Linked DNA regions of Danio rerio: region 2 is linked to region 1. A link is a contact called in public HiChIP or PLAC-seq data. All regions are on one chromosome and are shown on one strand. The core of a region is the stretch at or near the end of the contact, and the rest is flanking DNA. Distances in the headings are between cores, read along the strand shown.

Region 1 (3,912 bases), core at 680-3,179:
AAAGTCGTCATTGTCCACATTAAATACTAAAAATAGACATATGTTTGTATAAAGTTTTGCCTTCAGCTGTACATGACCCTCTTTGGATTGCAGTTCAGAATGTGAAGTGTCATGATTAATGTATTTTTTATCTGCTTAATATATTTATCGATAATAGGCTTGCTTTAGACTCGAATAATCAAATAAAAGCGTCAAAATATGCACAAATGATTTTGAAATGTGTACGACTGACCACAAGGTGTCAGTGTTAATCAGCGGAAAACTTTTTTTTGATTAACAATGCTTGAACAGTAACAGAAAGGCATTAATACTTTTTTAGAATTGCACAAAATACTGAGATAACAATCAAATTGCATATATTGACAATCTTTCCATCCTCGTTAAGAATACAACATATATAAATAATAAAATAACAAAATATAACAAAAAATAAATGCTAATGATACCTAAACATGAAACCAAAATCCAATGATGAATATCTTGCTTTTTTGGCCTTTCATCTTTCTTAATGTCTTCAAATACGTCACAAATTCTTCTTTAAAAACCACTAGTTTTGGGAGAATTTAAAAAAATTTCCAATGAATTTATGAATATGGAATTTTAATAATAACAATAATAATAAAATTTAATAATAATGTGTGTGCGAGCATGGATGTGAGAGAGAGATTGTGTGGTTGTGTGTCTGCACGTGCATGTGTGTAAGAGGTAGTGTGTGATTATGTGTGTGAGTAAGAGAGAGAGAGCCTGTGTGTGTGTGAGACAGTCTGTATTTGTGTCTGTGAGGTTATGTGTTAGACAGAGTGGTTGTGTGTGTGTGTGTAAGAGAGAAAATAAAAAAGTGTGTGTGTGTGGTTGTGCCTATGTGTGCGTGTGTGTGTGGTTGTGCCTGTGTGTGCGCGTGTGTGTGTGGTTGTGCCTATGTGTGCGTGTGTGTGTGGTTGTGCCTATGTGTGCGTGTGTGTGTCTGGTTGTGCCTGTGTGTGCGTGTGTTTCTGGTCGTCCCTATGTGTGTGTGTTTGTGTGTGTATGTTTACATGTGTCTGTGTGTGTGGTCGTGCCTGTGTGTGTGGCTGTGCCTGTGTGTTTGTGTGTGTGTGTGTGTGTGTGTATTTGTTGTCTGTGAGTTTATGTTTTAGACAGAGTGGTTGTGTGTGTGTGTGTGTGTGTGTGTGTAAGAGAGAAAATAAAAAAGTGTGTCTGTGTGTGTGTGTGTGTGTGGTTTTGCCTATGTGTGTGTGTGTGTTTTTGGTCGTCCCTGTGTGTGTGTGTTTGTGTGTGTATGTTTACATGTGTCTGTGTGTGTGGTCGTGCCTGTGTGTGTGGCTGTGCCTGTGTGTGTGTGTGTGTGTGTGTGTGTGTATCCATGTGCCTGTGTGTGGTTGCGCCTGTGTGTGCAAGTGTGTGTTTCTGGTTAAGCCTGTGTGTGTGCGTGTGTCCATGTTTCTGTGTGTGTGGTTGTGTCTGTGTGTGTGTGTGTGTTTCTGGTCGTGCCTGTGTGTGTGGTCGTGCCTGTGTGGTTGTGCCTGTGTGTCTGTGTGTGTGCATGTATCCATGTGTCTGTGGTTGTGCGTTTGTGTGTGTGTTTCTGGTTGAGCCTGTGTGTGTATGTGCGTGTGTGTGTGTGTGTGTGTGTGTGTGTGTGTGTGTGTGTGTGTGTATGTGCGTGTGTGTGTGTGGATGTAATCAGTCGTTCAGCCGCCCTGCTCTCGGGCCGGTGACAAATAGAAAGTGTCTCGCTGTAGTTTATTGCCCTGATCAGGTCAAACGAAAAATATTGGAGGTCTGTGCGAGGAGACAGTTCCGTCTGCCGCAGATAAATGGACTGATCATTTCTTATTGAGAAACAATTCCTAAAAGGTGCTTTACAGCATGACTGAGGGAAGCGCGCGGCCGAGGCTCACCGTGACCCGCGCCGATTAAATGGAGAGAGAGAGAGAGGGAGAGAGAGCTTCTGAAGGCGCAGACACTCCATCTATTATCACGCGGCAGTCCTGATGAAGAGCAGGCTGCTGCCGCTTTATTTATTTATTTACTCTCTCTCTCTCTCTCTCTCTCTCTCTCTCTCTCTCTCTCTCCCTCTTTCTCAGGTGAAGTACAAGGCTGGCCTTCAGGCTTCTACACTCCAAATGGATAGAGGGAGGCAATTGAATTTTACACTCCTCTGGTTATGATTAATGCGCGTGTGCGGAGACGCAGGTGCGCGCCGTGGCCGGCAGATGGCGCTGCTGCTGCACTGCAGCGTGCGCGCGTGTGTGTTTGCGTGTGTGCGTGTTTGGCTGATAATTGATATAATACATGAAATCTCCACGCTGCGTCTTGATCGAGTTGATGACAGCAGCTGGCTAATTTCATGACCATAAAATGCTCTCATTAGTTTTAAATATTCAGTAGTTCTTCTGTGGTAGCAAAGCGCTGTTCCACAAAGTGAGAACTAAAAATACTGTAGTTATTTATGATTATTTTGAACCACAGTGCTGTAAGGTGTATTTTACACAGTTTATGGTAGAGCATTCATAACTGTGAATTATGTATTTAGAACTCTTTGTTAATAAATGCTCAAGCATACTTTAGTATTAAATACAGTGAACTGATTAACTGTAATAAATACTGTAGTGTACTTTAGTTTTTTAACTACTCTAAACTAGTGTATTGTATAAAATGTAGTTGTTCAGTTGTAAACTAATTATATTAAATTTACTACACTATTTCTTAAATTATTAATATGAATGTTTCCCAACTCCTCAAGTTGTGAAACTGTCCTGTTGATTCCAGTTGTAGGAACAACAAATAATAACTTGACTTCTAGTTGATCATTTAGAAAAGCCGATTTTCCCATGAATCATCTGTTGATCTGCGTCCCAATCATCACAAATACTGCAGAAGACCTATTGGAACCCACATGGACCCAAGATTCTCACAGAAATCAGTCAAGTTTGGTAAAGAAAAAATCATGGTTTGGGGTTACATTCCGTATGGGGGGCATTGAGAGATCTGCAGAGTGCATGGCAACATCAACAGCCTGAGGTATCAAGACATTTGTGCTGCCCATTACATAGCGCTCCTTCTCATACTTCAGCCTCCACATCAAAGCTCCTGAAAGCAAAGAAGGTCAAGCTGCTCCAGGATTGGCCAGCCCAGTCACCAGAGACGAACATTATTGAGCATGTCTGGGGTAAAATGAAGGAGTAGGCATTGAAGATGTATCCAAAGACTCTTGATGAGCTCTGGGAGTCCTGCAGGAAAGCTTTCTTTTCCATTCCAGATGACTTTATTAATCAGTGATTTGAGTCAGTGTAGAGATGTATAGATGCAGCTCTCCAAGCTCATGACGGAGTCAGACACAATATTCATTCTGTCTCCACTGCAGCAGCACTTTATATTCTATACTGGACATTATTTCTGTTCAGTGACTAGACTTTAGTCTAAGCAGAGTCAGACCTTACTGTCCTAATTAAAAGATTTAAAATCAAGACACAATCATATTTATTTTGGTCAAATAAGCGTCATCTAGAGGCATTAGCCTTTCATATAAGCACTTCTGAAACCAAATGATCAACTAGAAGTCAAGTTATTACTTGTTCCTAAAACTTGAATATGCGACACGGCTTTTGTCAGGTAGTGTAGACATTTTCAACCTCTTTCTAATCAAACACACCTGAATCAACTCATCAGCACATTAGAAGAGACTCCAAAACCTGAGATCAATGGGTCAGATAAGGAAGACCTCCAAAATATGTACTGTTAGTGTGCCTCCAGAAACAGAGTTGGGAAACAACGGTCTGTATTACGCTTTTGTCCAAATCGGCTTACAATTGAGGAGTCATCCACCATTTTTCTTCTATTAGAGTTTGTGATGAAGATGAGGTTGTTTCTTCACGCAAATCAGATCTGAGGATTGAAATGAAATTCAGC
Region 2 (3,537 bases), core at 516-3,015, 580 kb after region 1:
CAAGGCGGGGCCCTTAATCACGCGGGGCCCCCCCGCGGAGCGTGCCCTGCTGGCCCGTCCGCTACACCACTGGTACTACTCCACATGAGCTAGATATTTACATATAAGACAAAATAATAACTGACTAAATCTATCCTGTTGAAATGTTTACACACCCCTGAATCAACTGTATGAATGTTTGTGATGGTTTTTAATGAGTCATTTGATTGTCCTGAAGAGTTCAACCAGCTGCTGTAGTTTAGAAAAGGCCTTCAGCTCCTGCAAATTCTTCAGTTTACTGCGTCTTCTTTATATTTTTACAGCCCTACAACAGTGACTGTGTGATTGTGATGCCCATGTTTACTGACGAACTCAAGCAAAACATTTACCGAAAGTGAAAATGTTTCCTGACACTCAGCACATTCACATTAAGAGCAGGGGGTGTAAACTTTTACACAAACTAAAGTATACATTTTCAATTATCACTGTGCTTCAGCAGCTAATACTAATACTAAATAAGTACAATTTACCTCAATTGTTCATTAAAAATCATTATATTGCCTTTTTGAGTAACTGATATATAAATAAAAATGAATTAAAAATGTCTAATGTTTTGTGGATTCCACTTTTCTTTACTGCTCTATTAATAATTAATATTCCAAACAGATTGAGTAACTTAACTTTTTTAAAAATACACGTTATTAATCTAAAGTGAAATACATTTTAAAAACCGCCTTCCCTACACTGCCTACAGCACCTTAACCAAATACAAATACTCTGTAAATGCTATTATTTTGCACTTTTAACTGATGTTTGCCAGGAATGCTTGTAATTGAAAGGCCACATCTGATCTGACAAGACAGGCGCTGGGTGTTGTTTTCCGGTTCTAATTACGTGTACACTACAACTCCCACAATCCCACACTGCAAAGTTTTGTACACAAGAAGCAAAACTGAAAGTAACCAGTTTCTGTCTTATAAAAAAAATCGCACAACAACAGCACTTACTGAACAGTGTCCAACACAATCACATTAAGATTAAGGCGGAGGTCACGAAGGTTGTGAATCGCTTTGAGGTGATGAGGGGATTAACATTAAACTACTCAACATGTCAACCGAGAAGTTGCTGCTAGCAGACATGAGCTCTCCAGAATACTCACGTATGTCCGCACTGCGTGGTCATGGGCCGGACGAATATCTCCAAACACACGGGACACACGAAGTCGTCGTCTTCAGCATCGTTTACGTCGGTTTGCGGGTCTATTTTGAGCATGGCCATTTCTGCTGCGCTGTGTTCCGTGTTCTTGAACTCCAGTGAGATTCACTTTTGTGAGGGGAGGAGCAACAACTCAGCTGATCTCCTGATGCACATGAACGAGAAACAACATTACAGCTCTTATTAGACGTACGACAAATAAAAATAGCCGTTTGCTAACAAATAAATGCAACATATAGTAGGCTACATCTGTTGTGGCTGTGTTGTCTTTTACGTGCGTAGTTATAAGCGAGATCTCGCTAGTGCTCTCCGATGCATAAACGAGTCATTTGAACCGGCTCTTTTAAATGACCGACCGAATGAATGAATGTGAAAATGACTCGATTGGAGGTTGAATCAGACTGTAAAATAAGAACGTAGAAGTTTTTTTGACGTTACTTTTTTTATTATTGATGGGCAATGCAAAATCTAGTCACAGTATAAAGAAAAAAAAAATGAAAACTTTAAATAAAAATGTTTTAAAAGAAATGCATAAGGATATTTACATCATCATAAATTAAAAGAAAATAGTATATGATTTACAAATGTCAAAAAAGTTTCTAAGCCTACCCTAAACTATATATTTAATTACATATATATTTATATTTAATATATATATATATATATATATATATATATATATATATATATATATATATATATATATATATATATATAATTACATTACACAAAGGGGGAAGTCTTTCCAAAGCAAATTAGAATAATTGCTTTCATTTATTACCAGAATTAATGAAAGTAGAACATTTTTAGGAGTGAAACTTGAATACGGGCGACGTTTTAGAAAAGTAATCTAAAAAGTATACTTCGATTCATTAAAATAAATAAACATTCAAATAGAAAATAAAATATACTTATATGTGACAGTTATATATCTCGCAAATCTTAATTAACTTTTACATAGCTTTTTTTTTATCCCAGAATAGTAAATAAATGCCTGTAAAATCTAAAAACAACATCTGACCTCGCAATTCTTGCATTTGTCTTGTTAGAAACGTAGATCAAAATATTAGCATTTAACATACAATTTCACAATTGAGAATAATCTTAAAAATGCAATTCTTAGTTATATGTTGCAATTTTTACTTAAAAAATTATTATTTCACATGTTGTGTATTATTTAATATTATTCTCAAAAAATTTGTTGGTAGAAATATAAAAATCCAGACATTCATAAACAATGGAACAATTCACATTTAAAATAGAATTCATAGAACTGATCCTGTGTACACTATTTAGATTTTTTTTAGTAAAGCATGTACAATCAAAGGTATTTTTTTAAACAGAGCCTTAAAGCCTAGAGGATATTTTTTAGAATGATTGATTTGAACATTTATGTTAGTATTAATACATTATCTAAATTCATGCAAATTGATGAAAATTGTTCATTCTGTTTAGATCATTCAGAGTCTTTTGAATGTCAGCATTAAAAGAAGTTTTGGGATGACTTATCTCTGTATGTATCGGGTTTTAGATGGAATTTAACATCATGTGCTAATTTATTTTGACTGAAACAAACTATCTGTGGAATTTATAATGAATATTTTGATTTTATTTGGTAAATTTCATATCCGTAGAAGGAATAATACTAAATCTTAAAGGTATTCATTATAGATTTTAATTTTTAAATATACTCGCTACAGTGTATTGATAGCAAGAAATGTCAAAATACGATGATAGTTGCAAAGGAGTTGAAGCTAATTGAATAGAAAACTTGCTGTCTATTGTAAATAATGTCTTACCTATAGCTGCTGATATTGTAAAAGTTTTTATATTGAGGTTACGTGTTTTTATTCATTCTTGAATATTTAAATAGATTTTTAGTTAATTTATTTTCTTTTATGTTTTAGTTAAGTCTGTATTTATCTGGATATATTTGCTTTTTGCTGTTAAATGACTCCATTGAATCAAAATATGTGGCCGAACCGACTCGCTGAATGAATCCGAATCCCAGCGCTAGTCCTGACTGCAGCTTGCGGCCTCGGGAGCGCGCATGGGAGGTAGTGTGGCGCATGCGCAGTGCGGCGGTGGGGATTTCCAGCGGAACATGAAGGTAAGGAGCGCTGGATGATGGGGAGGAGGGCGGCTTGGTAATGGTGCTGCCCTGCGCTACATGACACCGAACGGGTGTTCTTACACGCAAGTCTTGATCTTACAGAGGTAATTAATGAGACGCCGTGCGATGGTGTGTGTTTAATATGTATGGTGTGTGGATTTCCAGGCCCCTGCAACTGCGCTAATGTTAGCAGTGGTGTGCTAGCTGCATCTGATATCTGTGATAGATGG

What was found. HiChIP or PLAC-seq counts read pairs in DNA pulled down with a chosen protein or histone mark.
Region 2: a contact with region 1 is called in an H3K4me3 HiChIP or PLAC-seq map of embryo, with 6 times the contacts expected there. The contact joins the promoter of rnf114 here to the enhancer-like site in region 1. A contact is called at or near these places in 6 of 18 Hi-C or Micro-C datasets (caudal fin, embryo, fibroblasts and 2 more) and 2 of 4 datasets of contacts at active chromatin or transcription factors (caudal fin and embryo).

Annotation. Positions count from the first base shown.
Region 1 is chr23:2,943,407-2,947,318 of GRCz12tu, forward strand. All of the region lies in intron 17 of dhx35 (DEAH-box helicase 35), which reads left to right. Among named protein-coding and RNA genes, the nearest start is that of dhx35, 27 kb to the left of the region's middle. Within about 2 kb of position 1,930, at least 30 of the 62 cell types and tissues checked have an H3K27ac peak or open chromatin away from gene starts, as enhancers often do.
Region 2 is chr23:3,523,298-3,526,834 of GRCz12tu, forward strand. rnf114 (ring finger protein 114) reads right to left here and starts at 1,766. Exons shown (of 6, transcript NM_001001828.4): 1 at 1,139-1,766. The coding sequence starts at 1,257. spata2 (spermatogenesis associated 2) reads left to right here and starts at 3,295. Exons shown (of 3, transcript NM_001080191.2): 1 at 3,295-3,411.